2 separate regions of the Gossypium hirsutum genome follow, and region 2 is linked to region 1. The links are chromatin contacts, called in public Hi-C maps. All regions are on one chromosome and are shown on one strand. Each heading gives the region's core, a stretch centred on a gene start, on an enhancer-like site or on the middle of the called end of the contact. The rest is flanking DNA. Distances are from core to core; before and after follow the strand shown. Region 1 has its middle 16 kb from the start of LOC107908290. Region 2 holds the start of LOC107915183 (auxin-induced protein 22D).

Region 1 (2,802 bases), core at 177-2,676:
ACAAAATAGTCCCTAAAGTATCCTCTTTTCAAATTTTAAACAGGTAAGTTCATATAGAAGTTACCATCTTGTTTTATATTATGTGTGAATTGTATTTGGTTTCATCTATATGTTTAGTTATAAGTAGAATTTAGTGAATTTGGCATGTGGCTTAAAATGGATTGAATTGAAAAGTCATGTGAATATTGACTATTATGAAATAATACATCGTGCAAAATGTAAAAGTTGATTGATTATAGAACTTGTAAATGAAATAAGAAATTATGTATCGGGATTAGTAATGATATATGTACGAAGATAATACCCGTATGAATTTAGTAAAAAGTTGCATGTGCTCGTCCAAATATAGATTAGGTGCACTATATTAATACATATTATTAGGAATCACCATTCAACGAGTATGGTCGAATACAGAATACTGAATGGTGCTAGATATCGATGCTGTGATAGGCTCGTATAGATCATCCAAAGGTACATTTAGATTGATACTCAACTCGCACACTATCATATCCTCTGAGACGTTGATGGTATGTCTATGTGGGGTTCTTGAATTTCAACTTCATGACGCATTGTTGGGGAATTATTCACAGGTAGTCTTGATGAATCGGGAGCTTCAACTATCGCATTTCTGTGCTCCGCATTGTTGCAATATTTCCGGTTCTATGATGAACTATTGTAATTGTTTGGACATCTTCAACATTGATAAGCTCAAGTTAGTTATGCATGACAGGAATTGACCACGTCATAAATCTATAAAAGATTACGGATAATATCCACCCACGTAGAGCTACAATTTTAGTCACAATCTTCAATTTGACTCATGAAGTTAGATACCCTTTTTAAGCTTTATACTAATTTTACATCTCAATTCGAATACAATGCCAATTTTAGTGCAATGAATTTATTCATTTTAAGGTAAGTTTAGATGGATGGTATGTTTACCTATGATTAGTGTAAAAATAACAGTGGCAGTGAGATTAGATACTGTAACGATATTGTAGCGTGAGACAAAAAATAAGTTAAACGCACCGTACCCTATCACCCATCCAAACCCACCTTTAATAGACAATAACAATAAAATAATTACTCATCTTTATATTTCTTTTATAAAATATAATAAATTTAAAAATTATATAGAGAAGTAGGCTAACTTTTTTATTATTTAGAAAATTAAGGTAGTTTAATTCAAATTTCATTTTTGGAAAAAAAAAAGAACTACACAATTTTTTTGATAATAAAAAGGTTATCCTTAAATAATATTTTATTTACAATATTCTTTTTAAGAAGCCTAAAGGGGTCAACCAGCTTTTCTTCCAAGATAAATGCCAACTGCCAAGTTATCATATCATCGAAACACACGAGTGGTGGTGTATTGATTGCTGATGTTGATAGTAAGGCTGAAGACAATTAAGAGCAGTCCCCACCCTGCCCCTTCTTGTGTTGCTGTAATTATTATTGGGTTTGGTATTTGCTTTTCATGCCCACCCACCATTTCAACCCATTCTGACAAATTTAGTTTTGATATTTATATATTTTATTAATTTAATATTTATCTTTTAATTAAATTCGTTTATTTTTTTAAAATTAATCTTTTAATGGAAATAATAAATAAAAAATTAATTTTTTAACATTGTTGGCTTGACAATTCGCATGATCATTCATGTGCACGTCATATTAACCTAATATCATTTGTTTTATATTTAATGCCAATAAATAATTTAAAATTTATAAAAAAATTAAAATTAAAAGTAAAAAATATATAAAAAGTTCATAATTTTTTTAAAAAAATTAGCATGAAATATATGTTAATTGTTGCCTTATTTAAAAATTTAACATTTTAATTAGTATTTTCATTAAAGAAAAATTATTTTCTCTCCAAAATTGATGATCAATTTTAATTCTTTTTAAAAGGTTAAAAATTTGAATTTATCTTTAAGAAATAATTAAGCTTTCATTATCTTAAAAAAGAATTCTAATTTTATGGACTTAAATATTCATAAATGTCGATTTTTTAAAAAATTTATGTGAATAAACTGATTTTTGAAAAAATTAAGGTAACAAGTCAATTTTACAAAAACACGTTCAGCTGGAAGTAATTTTCTACCCTTCCACTTGGACACATTTTCAGCGTATTGATAGAAAAAAACTTCTTTTTGCCACATCAATATTAAAAGTGGCAACACCAATATTTTTTCTTATTTTTTGGAGCCACCTATTAATGTGGGAATAAAACTTACAAAATAGGTCTTTATATAGACTCAAAGTCTCATTTCTATTATTTTCTTAAACTGTTGTGCGGAAGCGTGTAAAAGAGTAAAATTATTGTACTAAAAAATCACACTAAGTTCAATTCCCAGGAAAGAGAGGTGGATCACAAGAATCGCTTAAGTACCAGGTCTTTCCTAGCCAGAATATCTCTCAATCGTAATTTAATAGCACAATAAATCACTACAATCACATACACAATTCATGCAGAATAATACAATAAAGAACACAAGAATTTAACGAGGTTCAGCAAATTTTGCCTACGTCCTCGGGCACTACCAAATATATTTCACTCCAAAATACAAGTGAGAATTTACAAAGAGAGAGAGAGAAAACAATGCCTTAAGTAGAGAATGGCAAGTTTGAGATACAGAATGAGAGATGGTTATGCCTATTTATAGTTGAGGTTCAGGGATCAACTTGCAAAGTCACTTTACAATTAGGGACCATATATTGCAAATATCTCAGATTTTATTATGCCAATATCTCGATACCCATATCTTTGACTTTCCAATATTTGATACCCATATCTTTGAC
Region 2 (2,802 bases), core at 109-2,608, 34 kb before region 1:
ATAAAGCAATAGTGTATGTCGTTTTGTACAATTGGATTGGATCTTAACTATTCTTTAATATCGTGCCTTTTTGGTTTTGTGCTATAAAACAAGTATAGATATTTGACATGCATAGAGGAGGCTAAAAAGGCCAGCCATGTCGTCAAATCTTTGAGAAATTTTGCTCTAGCAAATAGCCCCCTCACTTTCCAGGAAGACCAAATTGATCTTCCTTGCAGAATTTGGATTATCCAAAGCCAAAGAAAACTTTCTTTCTTGTTAAATAATTTGGTGGCTCATACACAGCCCAACCCTCTAGCTTCTGATCCTTTCATGATTCTCAGCCTCTTGCAGGAGGAAATGAACATCCTGTAAACAAATGAGAGAATAAAAAAATGAGTTTATTGGTAATTATAACCAAAGGAATTCAATATATATTTAAGTATGGAGAAAAAAACTTACTCCCAGGGAACATCTCCAACAAGCATCCAGTCACCATCTTTGTCTTCATAAGTAGGAGCATAGTCAGATCCATTGTAGCCTTCCCTCTTTGAGTATGCACCTTTAAAATTGCAGATCAATAAGCCAATCAGAACTATAGCTTTTTTATCATAGGGTTGATTTAATTTAATTTAATTTGTCAAGGGAAATCTTACCAATGGTGAGCTTGAACATATTTTCCAAAGCTTTGAGGAGTTGAGGATAGCTCCTATAAACCTTGAGATCAATCTTTCTGAGATAAGGAGCTCCATCAACGCTTACTTTCACATACATCCCCATCCCTTCAACTTCATTTCTCTTCGAACTTTGTAAGCAATTTTTCCTGTATGATCGGATTGGTGGCCATCCTACGACTTGTTCCCTGCATTAATCCATGGAATTTTACGTTAAAATTCTGTTATCAGCCTTACCCTATAGTCTTCACCGGTAAATATATACTTACTTGGCAGGAGGGGGACTGTCTTGATCATCACTCCCAGACATTGTAATGCTAGAACTGCTCTCAGAACTCGATACCTCAGAAATCTCAGGTGCAGTTCTTTTATTATTTCTGATACTGGGATTTGTTTTTCTTTGGGGCTCATCATCACCACAACCAGGCAATCCCAATCTTAGCTCAGTTGCCATGAGATTGAGATCATTCTCGTAATTCACTCTCCTTTCCATTGCTATACCCTTCAATGTTGCTCCAAATCTTGTACAAGTTGACGAATTTTCTTTTGCAGATTCCTTTTAAAAACTCTTTTAACTCTCCTTTTTTTGTGGTTGCTGTAACTGTATGTTGATGAGGATGAAGATGGGGAGGGCAGGGTAACTAGTTTTATAGGGGGGCTTGAAAGGGACAATTTCTGAGCTGTAGGTGACTTTGCTTTCTCCTGCATGTATTTCATTGATGAGAAATGATAAATGGTATCCTGCGAACGCGGTGTACTACGCGCTTCCTCCACGACACAATGACTTGGGATTCGGGGACACGTTGAGCAAAGCGCGTGGATTGGGATCCCAGACAACTATAGATATGGCTGCCTGTTACATGTGGGGCAGTGTCGAGTTTGGTGCACCAAATGAAGGGGACAAAGGAGGGACAACCACACCCGATGACATTGAAGAATGTGGACCGAATTGGACGGCTGAGATTGGGGGTCTGAGGGTGAGGATTTCATTGGAGAGTCTAATTACGAAATTAGCCCTTTGATTTTCCTTTATATCTGAAAATTGAGAAGTTAATTCAGTTGTTGATTTTTAGGTCAACGATTTGACAGTAAGAATTAACAATGTTATTCAATTAGACTACTTCCAAAGTATGAAGATCAAATTGTAAGGGACTAAATGATTAATTTTCATAGAATAGGGATGAAATTCAAAATAACAAAAATTTGGTAGGATCACGAGGGGGGGTTGGGAACAGCAACATGTGAAAAGGGGGTCCCACGTAGATGTGATTTGATAGTTAAGGCAATTACATGTGGGGTTGACAACAGTGAGACCGTTCTTTAATTGATGACTTGTAAAATGTAACATGTCATGCGGCACTGCCAATGCTGCTACCTCTTTGTTGTTGTGTCTCTAAGGTTAGAAATTGCCGGCTTGTCCAGTTCACAAATTTTGATCTTCAAATATCTCAATGAGTGATTGGATTGGAAATAGAAGGAGATCCCCCAAATCTCATCCTCTTCTCCACAAATTAAAATATAACTTAAGTCTTGCTTTTGAAAAATACATTTTTTAGAAATTTAGTCCTTTATTTTTTTTAAATTTAAAATTTAATTGTTAACACTGTTAAAATTATTTTGTTAATTTTATGTTCATTACAAAATTATTTTTTATAAGGCTACCAAGTGAGTTTTTTTTTAAAATTTCAAAATGTCTCACTAACAAATTTAACAAAAAAAAAGAAGAAAATGTTAATAATGTTAATAATTGAATTTAAATTTTGAAATTTTAAAAGTAAAGAAAATAAATTCTTGAAAACAAAAGTATAGGGACTAAATTTTAAAATTTAGAAGAGTACATGGACCTATGCAAATTCTAACCTCAAAAGTATTTTTGAGGTCATAAGCAACGTTAAATAAATAACTTTTGAAGTCAAAAATAGTTTTGGACTCAAATGCAAAAGATATAATTATTAGCTTTTGCATTTGAAAAAACACTTTTGAAGTCAAACCACATTTTTAACCTTGGTTTATAATCCAATATATTTTATGTAATATTTATATGGGTATACAATTTTTTTTATTAAAATTTGTTTCAAATGTATAATATTATATACTTGAATTTGTAATAATTATATTTTAATATTTAAAATATAGTTTATACATCCAA

What was found. Hi-C and Micro-C count contacts between places; a contact is called where the count stands out from the background.
Region 2: a Hi-C map of hypocotyl shows a contact between it and region 1, with 1.8 times the contacts expected there. The contact joins the promoter of LOC107915183 here to the enhancer-like site in region 1. A contact is called at or near these places in 6 of 34 Hi-C or Micro-C datasets (fibers, hypocotyl, leaf and 1 more).

What each region holds. Positions count from the first base shown.
Region 1 is chrD08:9,023,300-9,026,101 of Gossypium_hirsutum_v2.1, reverse strand. No RefSeq gene overlaps it. Among protein-coding and RNA genes, the nearest start is that of LOC107908290, 16 kb to the left of the region's middle. Within about 2 kb of position 1,426, at least 3 of the 9 cell types and tissues checked have an H3K27ac peak or open chromatin away from gene starts, as enhancers often do. A contact at or near this core is called in hypocotyl and leaf, where this site is marked.
Region 2 is chrD08:9,056,877-9,059,678 of Gossypium_hirsutum_v2.1, reverse strand. It overlaps LOC107915183 (auxin-induced protein 22D), which reads right to left and starts at 1,358. Exons shown (of 4, transcript XM_016844345.2): 1 at 923-1,358; 2 at 636-841; 3 at 442-541; 4 at 1-348. The coding sequence starts at 1,146. The coding sequence ends at 276.